2 separate regions of the Sus scrofa genome follow, and region 1 is linked to region 2. The links are chromatin contacts, called in public HiChIP or PLAC-seq maps. All regions are on one chromosome and are shown on one strand. The core of a region is the stretch at or near the end of the contact, and the rest is flanking DNA. Distances in the headings are between cores, read along the strand shown.

Region 1 (5,796 bases), core at 320-2,819, 39 kb after region 2:
AGCTACATTTGTGGGTCTAATAATAGTTAACAGGCAGGATTTTTAGAGAAGTCTTCTGCTAAGTTATGCCTGGAGAAGCTATTTAAATAGTTTGAGGGAGGTTTTTTCCTGTCTTTCTTTCTTTCGGGGATCCTGTTTCGTATTTTCACTTTTTGCACCTATAGAAAGACAGTTTTTGAATATGGCGATTTCTCTGAAACTTTAAGTCCTACTCAAGAGTTAAAAAAAATAATCATTTGCTCACACTCTGAGGCCGAGTTTGCTATGGCAAACCGTCATAAGAAGAGCTGAACACCCAGGAGTGCAAACATCGTCCTGCAGTTTTTCCCCAAAGCTAAACAATCCAACCAGCAGTCTCAGAGCGCTGTACCCACGAGCTAAGCTGTCCTAGTCCTTGAGGCATTTGTGCGGGACAAAAAAGATGCGGTCAGAATCCCTTACGGAATCTGAACTAAAGCTGACTCACGTTAGGACAGTTTCTGGTTTAAGATGCCATTTACCAACACCAGCTCTGCCTAAAAAGCACATGGGAAATCTCCACTCCTTGGAGTTATCCCCGGTGCCAGCAGTCAGTCTACTTGCCCTCTCCTGGGTTCTCCATTTGCAGTGATGACGGAAGGAAAACGCAGCCCAACCTCCCCCCAGCTGCGCGCTCTCTCGGAGCCCAGGCGGAGAGTCTGCAGGGAACCTACCTGGTGCAGCTCATCAGGCAGAGGGGCGGCGGCACTCCACTACCTGCGTAATTTCGCACCAGGCTCCCCGCGGTACCCACTGGGCGGCAGCTCTGGCGGATTGTGGGTGCGGCGCCCGAGAGGCCGCTTATCTGCTCCCGACCACGTGAGCCAACGGCTGGGACCAATCACCAGGCCGCGAGCTCGAGGGCGCGACCAACCAGCGTTCAGCTGGGACTCGAGCCCCGGCCCCGTGGACGTGACTGCGGTAGTGCGGGAAGCGCGGGCGCCGGGGTACCCCTGGGACAGCTGGCCCGAGCCGCGTAACGCGAACCCCGGGCGAGGGGCCGCGGAGGCAACCCCGTGGCGCACGTAGCGGGTGCAAGCCAGAAGAGAAAGCCCTAAACCCTCCCCCGGGCCGGGCGCCAGCACCGCGGGACTGCGGCGCAAAGAGATCCCTTTCGCTTCTAAAGGCTTCTGTGCACGGTAAAATCTTAGTGCAGAACGTTGTGGCTCGTTCCAAATGCATTTGTATTTGAAATTTTTATCTTGTTCATTGCTTGGTGCATCAGCTCATCTTCTCCCTCTCCTTGGCCTGAGCAGTCGGTCACATCTTGGTGTTAACGTGAACCCACAAATAGACTGCCTATCTAACCAGTGTTAATAAACCATATTAACCCTATAAGACAGTAAGGCAGCATTTAATTAAAAGACACTTTGTATTGCGACCATTTCTTCAGTTTTTCTCCCTGGAAGAGAAAACTAAAGCCAGGAATGAAATGGCTTTCTTTTTCGCTCATGCGGCCAGTCAGCCACAAAACCAGTGGTCAATCCAAATCCCTCAATTCTGTTCTGATGTCCTCTGGCAGTGATGTGAAAACCAAAATGTTAAAATATCACACTGCGAGTTTCATGACTCTCCCAAGCCAATTACCCTCTCTGAGGTTTCGTAATTTTGTTTAGTTTGGGGGGGTTTTCGACCATCAGTTACAACCATAAAATTGTATTTCTAAGTCGAGTTTAAATTATTTTTATAAAACCCCTGTCCTTTTTCTGCTCTCTTAGTTATCCAGTAGTCCTCTAAAATGTACAAAATGTACAATGTAAAATGTACAAAAATCTCTGTGTCTTTTAAATCACTCTCAAACAGTAGAATTGTTAGTGGAGTTATTAAAGAAAAGGAAACTCATGCTAAATAGCCCTGGGGAAGGTACTTAATGCTTGGGCTTGATTTTTTTTGAAAGGAAACATCCACCTCAGAGCAGATCTGCTGGCCTCTCAGCCCAACCAAAACTAACTGAAGGGACACGGTCTTTGACACTGGAGTCTAGGCAAGTTCTAGCATCAACTCCTTCACCTGTAAAATGGAGATAGTGAAGTTGTTCTGATAATTAAATGAAATTGTATGGGTGGGAAAACTCAGCATAGTGACTGGTGTGTGTTCAACCTGTGGTGGCTCTCAAGTAAGTGCCCTTGCCTTCAGTTTTAGTTTTTACTCTGCTAACATTTCCTTTAAGTACTTCTCAATGATTAGAATGGTAAAAAAAGGAAGGCACCTTAGGTATCACTGGCTTCAGAGGCTTTATTTCACAGATGAGGCATCTAAAGCTTAGAGAAGCTGAGCTGCTTGCCAGGGGCTGGTTAGGTCAGAGTCAAAACTAGGACACTGAGTTGAGGTTTTTTCTCCTCTACTCACAATCCTATGTTGAGCTAAAGAGTGGCTATTACGAATTAAAGTTATGGGGAAACATAAAGTAAGAATGTGTTGTGATCCTGGAGTTCCTGTCATGGCACAGTGGAAATGAGTCTGAGTAGGAACCATGAGGTTGTGGGTTCGATCCCTGGCCTCACTTCGTGGATTGGGGGTCCCGCATTGCCATGAGCTGTGGTGTAGGTCACAGACGCGGCTCAGATCTGGTGTTGCTGTGGCTCTGGCATAGGCAGCAGCAACAGCTCCAATTAGACCTCTAGCCTGGGAATCTCCATATGCCACCAGTACAGCCCCCTAAAGACAAAAAAACAAACAAAAAAAAAAGTATTGTGATCTTGTTTTAGTGGTAAGATGTGCACACATAGAAAATAGAATATGCTCTACCAAAACGTTAACAGTGCTTACTTTTGGATGGTGAGATTTTGAGTAAGTAAATTTTTCTTTGTTATTTTGTTTTTTGTCTTTTTAAATTTTTCTACAATGAACATGGACTTCTTCTGTAGTTGAGAAACCACTTTTAAATAACTTAAGACTTTCCAATTCCAGGAACGGTATTGGAAGCTTTCACATGCTTCCTGCCTTGACTCACAGAGACCTTTTGAGTTTGGGCTTCTTTCCATTCAAGCTGCTATCTCTTCTGCCCCCTGGTGCTGACTAATGCCATAAAAGTCACCTCTCCAAACTCAAAATAGAATTCAGGGGAACAGGGCTCTTTCCAAGAAAGGGCGAGCCTCAATAAATTGCATGATACAGACCTCTCATTTCTTCCCCACTCCCCCCCCGCAGATTTATTGAGATGTAATTGCCATATGACATTATGTAAGTTTATAATGTACAAGGAATTGATTTGGTACGCTTACATATTGCAAAATGATTACAACCACAGTGCTGGCTAAAGCCTCCATCACGTCATATAATTATCATTTCTTTTCTGTGGTGCAAACATTTAAGGTATACTCTCTCAGCAGCTTCCAAGTGTATAATACAGTATTATTAACCATGTTGCAATTAGAGCACTTGAACTTTGTACTCTTGGTACCGCATTGCCCCACTCCACCCCCAACCCCTGGTAACCGTCATTCTACTGTCTGTTTCCACGAGTTCAGCTTTCTTGGATTCCACATATAGTTGAGATCATACAGTATTTGTCTTTCTCTGACTTATTTCATCTAGTAGAATCAGCCCCCTCATTTCTATCTCCCTCCTAGCTTTTACTGCCCATCATTATGGGATGAGAGGGACTGGAATAGAATCTTAATTCTTAGCTGGGTGTTACACCATTGAAGACACAGTACATTAGAAACTGTGTGGAATTTTATTATGATTTGTAGGTTTTATCCAACTGTGGTTTGATAGCATCCAAATATTGCTTTGCCCTTCCCATCTTAACAATAAATCTACGAATAAGGGCTTCTTGATCTGTGTGGTGTCTCTAGCTATGTTAGGGGTTACAAGGATTCATGAGCCACAGCCTCTTGACTTTGAGAATGCTACAATATGAATTATAGAAAACCAAATTTAAACTCCCAGGGAACATTGTTAGGTGCTGCAATGTAAGGGGCTGATGATTGTGTGGCTTAAGCAAAGGGGTCTCTTCCAGCTCCACCCAAAACATTACCAGATAGGCCCTTGTGAGAAAAACACTCTGGGGTGAGGGGTCCCAGGTTGCCAGCTCATTTCCTCCAACCTTGCCTTTTTTTTTCAGTGCCCAATCAAGAAAGTGCTTGAATATTCAACTTTACAGCTACTAACATAAAATGTCAGTACTTTTTAACCCACCTTAATAGTAACAGGATGAACAATGTGACTGATCTTCAAGCCCTGCCCTGCAGAGTTAGTGAGATGGAGAACTTCTCATTTTGATGAAACAAACTGGGGTTTCTATTTTTGAGAAAAGAGGAGAGCCAGTTCACAAGTCTCTGTGAACAGTAAGCTCTCTCTTCCACTAACTCCTTCTGCCTTCTTTAGCCACATTGGATGGGAACACCAATATTAGGTGAAGGAGTATAATTTAAAAACAACAACAGCAACAACAAGACTTGTATAAATCTTACTTTAGGTCAGGCACTGTTTTAAGCACTTTACAAATATTAACTCATAGGACATTTATAAGAATCCTATGAGGTCGAAACTATGATGATTAACCACCTTTCAAGATGAGAAAACTGAGGAGATCTAGGGAGTTTAAGTAACTTGTCCAAGATCATGCAGCTGGTAGATGGCAGGGCCACATTTCAAAGCGTCTGGAGTCCACACTCTCAGTGTGTAAATTGCTGTGAAAAGGACAAGCACCACACTGGTACCCACCAAGACCCAAAAAGATGCTCTGTAGAAGGCCAGGGAGATTCAGAAAAGGGGAGGACTCCCTGAGGTATATTTATGGAAGCTTCAAGAAGGAAGTGAGACTTGGGAAATGCGAAGGATTTAAATGTGGTGGAGTAACATCTGTAGGGCATTTAGATGATAGGAATCCAGCTGTGTGACTCAACCAGTGAACAAGTAAATGAAATCACAGTTGAAATGGTATTAGCAGCCCACTATTCCATGCAAAAGACATATTCCCAGAGGGCAAGAGAAGGAGTTAAAAGTGTTACTGAATAGACTAGGCTCTTGGCCATTCTGTTTGCACTGAAAGATTTTCAAGTGTAATTTTCACTGCCTGGATTTGTTTAGGCTTTAAAAATCTCTGCTTCTAAAACATCCCTATGAGAATAATCTGGGTACAGTTGTGGAGGCATGATCATTGCTACCAAGAGTAAGTGGTTAAAGAAAGTGTAAGACACTACCTGAGACATGTGAGGTATCTCAGGTGAAGTGAAGAAGGAGAGAGGAGGGGGGACAAAAAAGAACAAAACACTTGAGTTCTCTAATAATCTATTGTGAAGGACATAGGGGTAAAAATACGAGTAACCATATAGCAAGTCGGCTGAGTGGCTGTATGAACCTAATGCACCTTTGCCAAGTGTGCTTCAGGGCTTTAGAGAAAGGAGAGGCCTCCAGGGCCAGGATGGCCAAAGAGGACCAAGACATGCAGGGTAATAGCAAGGAGGGCTGTTCACTAGAGACAAGGATTCTAGCAGGGAGAGTTTGTGGGAATGATCAAAGGAGACAATGTGATTTTTTTTTTTAACTTCTCCTGTGCTTTCTTGAACAAAACTAGAGATCCAAGCACTGCAAAATGAAATTAGCAAAGAACTAAATGATAATCTGACTGTAGGGGGGAAGTCATTCTCTCACACAGATAGTTACATCTTCAAGTTTCTGCAGTTTCTCCATATTCATTGATAGATTACGGTGAAGAAAAGTATATTAGAAAGGACCTATGAAGATAACTTTACAGAAGGGCTTTACTCTGAATATTATGGAAGATGGGAGGGGGGGATGGGTTGTGCAGGGGATGAGTAGGAACTACCC
Region 2 (5,954 bases), core at 879-3,378:
TAGCAAAAGCAAGAGGCTAGACATAACACCGGCAATCGCCAGGTACCAAAACCCTACCACCTCTAATTTACCTTGGCTGTCACCTGCAACCTCCTAGATCAACTCTTTTTCAACTGAGGTATCATTGATGTACAATATGTTTTCAGATGTACACTGTAGTGACTCACAATTTGTAAAGGTTTCAGTCCACTTACACAGTTATTATAAAATATTGGCTCTATTTCCTGTATAGCACAATCCATCCTGGTAGCCCATTTATTTTGTACATAGTCATTTGTCTCTTAAGCCCCTTCCACTCTCTTGCCCCTTCCGGACCATATCACTCTTTGCACTTTATATCACATTTGCACTCAGACCATGTGCCCCATTTGGAATTCTGGCTGTCCCTTACCAGCTGGGTAACCTTGGGCAAGCCACTTGACCTCGCCATATGTATTCTCTCTCATTTGTAAAAGAGAAATAAAAATAGTTCCTTCCTCATAGGATTGAGTAGTTGTCTCCTATGCACTAAGCAGGACAAAGATAGTTCCACCTTATACACACTTGAATGAGATAATACACCTAAGCCCTTAGCAAACTGCCTGGGACTCAGAGACTGAAGCATAAATGAAATAGTGGCTGTTATAATCATTATTATTAGCTCCTTACTGCTCCGCATAACCTTTTACCAGAGCTAGCGCTGGCTCGTTCTGCTGCTTGGTGTGAGTCATCTCCTGTCATCTCCCCTGAGATAAATAAGAGGAAACCAGTGGGAGTCAGTGAAACTCAGAAGCAAGCGAGTTCTCAGCTAGAATCATCCATCTTTAGGGAGGATAGCAGAGCTACCCCGGACTGAGCAGGTGTTGTGCTGGACCCTTTACAAGCCTCCCCAGAGCTAGTCCTGGAATTACTCCATGAGGAAGCCACCAGCCCACACCCCCCAAGCTGATGCTCCACGCGCCCCCGATTCCTCCTCCAGAATCTAGACGGGAAAGCGTCTCCTCCCACCTCCGCAGATACAACGCAGTTACCGCGTTTCCCTGGCAGGCTGACTCCTGACAAGATGACGTCACTTTATGTGCTCCTTCCTTACCCACATGTTAGCCTATTTGAATTTCTTTTCAGAATGTTCTTTGTGCATCTGTGTGTTTTCCATTTTCAGCCCAAGTGAGCAAACTGTCCTTTAGCTTATTGGAGTGCACATCGGATATTTTTGGTGTTGTAGATCTTCCAAAACAGAAAATTGTCCTTCCTAGACAGAAAGGCAGGCCATTACCATTTGTTGATTCCAGAGACCCTTGAGAATTAAGAAAGAAGCTACTGGGGGAAAGCTCACAGCAGGGGTGTCTGGGGCAAGTGGACTGATATTGGGCAACTAACTTTTAAAACCCTCTGGGTCTCACTTTTCTGCAAAATGAAGGCATTGGATCCCATGATCTTAAGCTTGTTTCTTTTATCCATTAAACAAATAATTATTGTGCTCCGGCTGTATGCCAGGCTCTGGAGCTACCGCAGTGACCAAGACAGACTCAGTCCTGCTCTCACGGAGCTCCCGTTCCAGTCATGAAGACAATAAACAAATCTCTTGAGGCAGTGAGAACCATGAAAGATGATGAGAGATACTCCTTGGGTGAGTCAGGGAGGGTCACCTTTGAGGGCATGGTCAGACAAGGCCCCTGTGCAAGCAACATTTAGACTGAGGATTGAGTAAGGAGCCAGCCATGGAGGAGGGGAGGGTCAGGCAGAGAAAATATATGTACAGTCTGTAGAATTTTCCTTGGGGGAACACTCCGGGTCTATAACAGAGTACCTACTGAACTGGTCCAGATGGGGAAATGCTGTTTCTATATATGCTGTGATGACACAAACTTCCCACCCCTAATGGGGGCACTGCCTGAGCACTTCCCAGCAAACATTCTTGAATGCCTACTATGTGTAAGGCTCAGAGCCTCTAAGTCTCTCTGTGGGAATCACTGCCCAGAGCCAAGTGGCTGGAAGCAACCGAGAGGAATGCTCACTGACCTTTCTGAGCAGCAATGACAATGATAAATGAAGGGGGATCTGGATGCTCGCCCTTGACTATAAGAGGAAACAGGCTGATTGTGAACTGGAGCTCATGTTCTGAAGCTTAAGTTTCACGAGCTATGCAGTTTCTAAAGCTATTTGCCCCCACAGAGCATGACAGGCATTTGGACTTAAGGACTGACCTACTGGACCTCAGGACTCCTCAGCTCCCAGCCGGGATCTCTCAGCTAGGAATGCAAAGGAAAGCTTGCAGCCTCTGCTTCGGGATGGGCTGGGCCCATGGGCACACGGGTGACAGGCAGCATAAAAGGCCGTGCTGAGAGTCCAAACACCGGGTCGCAGTCCCAGCAGTGCCCCCAGGACTCAGGAACCCTCTCCAGCCATTGTAATTGAAGCAAGAGAGCATCCGCTGGGGCCGGGCATGGAGTGGGCTCCTTACATGCTGTACCTCATTCAACCCTCAGCACAGCCCCTTCGGGGAAACGCTGTCATTGTTCCTGCTAAAACAGATGAGACTGCACGAGGTTTTGCAAGTTGCCCAAGGTCACTCAGTGGCAGAGGAGGGATTCTAACTTGAGTCAGGCTAATTTCAAGTGACCTGTTCCCCCTTTTAGCAATTCATCGGTTACATGGGAATAGTAATTATATGTGTCCTACCCTCCTTGTGGAGCTGTTGGGAGACTCAGGCGAGATGAGAAGATGCTTTGTCAACAGTGGCAGGCTCTTCCTGGGTCGACTGGTCCCCAGCGTAGTTTTCTAGCAGCCCTGCTGTTGGCACAGTTTCCTGACCTCCCTCCTACCCCTGTTATGAACGCCCACCAGCACCACGGTGGCCACGACCCCTGGGATCGCTGCCCACACTGCTCCGGGTGGTGGTACACCCCTGCCTTTCTCCAGAGTGGCAGGAGCCCTGCCCCCACCCTCCTGGGAAGTCTTGGCCAGCAGCCAGCAGAATGAGGCGGGTGTGTGGAAAATCTGAGGAGATGTTTTCCCTTCTTGGGAAGAAAGCCAAACTGCAGTTCGCTGGAGTTCTATAAATTATGCACCCAGAGAAAATTGCGTTTAGGAAAAAAAGAGAAAAAAAGTTTTGCTATTTGCTTAGAGAGTTGGGTTGGCTGAGCCAGGGCCAAACCGCACATATTTGACCTAACTTGCTGTGTTTGCAAAACAGGCCCATGTTCCAGGGGACGGCCAGGAAGACCACAGAACAACCGGCATTGCTCTGCAGGCCTTTTCCAGCCTATTTTCCATCTTCTCCTCCAGTCTGGGCCTGGGGTTTCATTTCTTGGGCCTGGGAGGCTGAGGGTTTCAGAAGAAAGGTGATGGTGTTCTCTCTCTCTCTCTGCACACACCTTTCTCACTCCTCCTTAAAATCTGAGAAGGGGAGCTGACCAGAGGACACCGCTTCCAGGAAGCCTTCCCTGGGCCCTGAAGCTGGGTCAAGGCTCTTTTCTGCCCCCCCCCCCCCCGCCGCCTGCTCCCCCAATACCTGGTCTCCACCAGGCCACCAGCTAGTCTTTTACAGGCCCTGAGCACAGAGTGTGTGTTTGTTTTGCTCCCTGTGGTATCCCCAGGGTGGCATTTCAGTGAAGAAATCAATGACACCCGCATAGCTGTGGTGGTCACCTGGCTCAGTTCCCCTGGGAGACGGCAGGTATCCTGGGTGTCATGTTGTTTGTTTTGTGCCATGATGAGTAGATGAGTAGTGGCCTCATCTACTCTTCTCAGCCTTCCACTAGATGCTGCTCGCAGTCCCTCCGCCTCCTCTTCCTGCCCATCCTTTGCTTCCCTCCACCCCTCTCATCCCATCCCTTCACCCTCCCTCCCAGTCCGGCCTCCTCTCTGCAGGAAGTCTCCCCCCGCTACCCCCGGCCCTGTCCACCCTGCCTCATTCCCCCTCCCTTTATCTTGGATCTCATAAAACCCTGCCATGCTTATCACTGGCTTACTCCACGGCCCCCAGTGATTTGTTTATATAGCTGTCCCCCCGGCTCCCTGCCCCCCCGCCTCAGGCTGCAGGCTCCTGGGAAGCAGAGACCTGTCCTAATCATCTCCATGTCCCTAGCACTTAACACACTGCAGCTGTTCAATACATGCTTGTCGAATGAATGAATGAACATGTGCGGAAGATAATAATAGCAGGTCGTGTCATGGGGCAGAATGCGATTAGGATCCCAGCAAATGCTCTGCGTTCAGAGAAGGGAGGCTAGAGTGGGACGGGGGCTCTGTAGAAAGAAAAACTGACAGGAGATAAAGCACAAAAGGCAGGATGGAGAACAGTAATAGCACAGGAAAGGTGAGGAAAAGTCTAGGCTGTAAAAAACATAAATCAGATCATGGCCTACTCTTGCTTAAAACACTAGTGGCTTTCCCCTCTATTTAGGGGGAAGGCCAACATCTTATCAAAGTCTGTGAGGCCCATGGACTAATCCAGCCCTGAAACTTTGGAAAAACGGAAACCGAGCCTCCGAGTGAGGTTTACAGAGATATGATTATCCGAGTGTTTTTGTTTGACACTGTTTTCTTTTTTTTTTTTTTTAATTAGCAGATCATATGTAATGTTTTTACTATGAATGTATTTGCCTTCAGTTTGAAATCCTCAGTACATCTTTCCAGAGTGAACCATATCCTGTGAGCCTTCCTCTATACAACATAGTGAAGATTTTTGTTTTTTCCTACATGACCCATTCGAAAGTTGCTCTGTTTAATGCCGAAAAAACCTATTCTGGGGTTGTTTATCTTTTAAGTTGCTATCGGATCTTAATGTTACAGACTTCAAGCCAAATCTCCTGAGAACCGGGGAAAGAAGAATTCCCATCACCAACTGCTGAAGCCCCTCTTCCTGCCAACCCTGGGCCAGCAGTGACTGGGACATGTCCCTGCCTGCAGAGGACTTACGATCCGAGACGAGAGGGGCATGTACTCAATATCACATGATAGATTTGATCCAAGCACTGCCCTGGCCATTTTACATACTTTGCTTCTTATTCTCCCAAAAATTATAAGGGGATATATTGTTATTTTCATTTCACAAGTGAGAAAACAGCAGCTGAGAGAGACCAACAGCTCACCCAAGTCATACATCCAGGGAGTGGCAGAATGGGAACCTGAACCTGGGTGTGTGCTTTACCTCAATCTAAAGCAAAAGAGGGAGTTCCCGTCGTGGCACAGTGGTTAACGAATCCGACTAGGAACCATGAGGTTGCTGGTTCGGTCCCTGCCCTTGCTCAGTGAGTGAAAGATCCGGCGTTGCCGTGAGCTATGGTGTAGGTTGCAGATGCGGCTAGGATCCCGAGTTGCTGTGGCTCTGGCGTAGGCCAGTGGCTATAGCTCTGATTGGACCCCTAGCGTGGGAACCTCCATATGCCGTGGGAGCGGCCCAAAAAATAGCAAAAAGACAAAAAAAAAAAAAAAAGCAAAAGAGGCTTAGCTCTACAAAAGAAGAGAAGAAATGGCTTCAACAGTTCCAAGTAGGGGAAGCTGTCCCACAAGGCGCTTGGCCCCTCTGAAGGAAGTGATCATATGTGTCAGCAAGAGGTAACAGGTGTTGCTCACTATGCATATCAGGCACTTTTGTGTAACTCTGTTCCTCACGATAACCCCGAAGGAAGGCAATACAATTCCACAGCTGCAAGGTCAGTAATGCAGTTCCATTTCAGAGTGGGGTCTTAAGAGATGCTCATAGCGGCTAAAGAATGTATTTCAGGTCACCTAGTCAGGAGCAGAGCCAATATTCTGACTCATCTGTCTTGATGCAAAAGGTTTTTTTGTTTGTTTGTTTTTTGCAAAGTCTTTTATTCCCCGCTACTATTCCCAGCTGAGAAGAAGCAGTGAGCATCTAACCATTCAGTTTACTACTGACGACTCCAGGAAGACCACTGAGAAAAGGACCTCAGAATCTGCTCAGCAGAGAAAGGTTCAGGCTGAGGCAAGAACTTGTAGGAAATATA

The links. HiChIP or PLAC-seq counts read pairs in DNA pulled down with a chosen protein or histone mark.
Region 1: an H3K27ac HiChIP or PLAC-seq map of skeletal muscle shows a contact between it and region 2. The contact joins the promoter of PPP1R3C here to the enhancer-like site in region 2. A contact is called at or near these places in 1 of 5 promoter capture datasets (liver), 19 of 47 Hi-C or Micro-C datasets (adipocytes, embryonic fibroblasts, fetal heart ventricle and 9 more) and 1 of 2 datasets of contacts at active chromatin or transcription factors (skeletal muscle).

Annotation. Positions count from the first base shown.
Region 1 is chr14:103,277,188-103,282,983 of Sscrofa11.1, forward strand. It overlaps PPP1R3C (protein phosphatase 1 regulatory subunit 3C), which reads right to left and starts at 1,570. Exons shown (of 2, transcript XM_005671280.3): 1 at 693-1,570. The coding sequence starts at 706.
Region 2 is chr14:103,237,188-103,243,141 of Sscrofa11.1, forward strand. No RefSeq gene overlaps it. Among named protein-coding and RNA genes, the nearest start is that of PPP1R3C, 39 kb to the right of the region's middle. Within about 2 kb of position 2,129, at least 41 of the 83 cell types and tissues checked have an H3K27ac peak or open chromatin away from gene starts, as enhancers often do. A contact at or near this core is called in fetal skeletal muscle, liver, omental adipose tissue and 3 more, where this site is marked.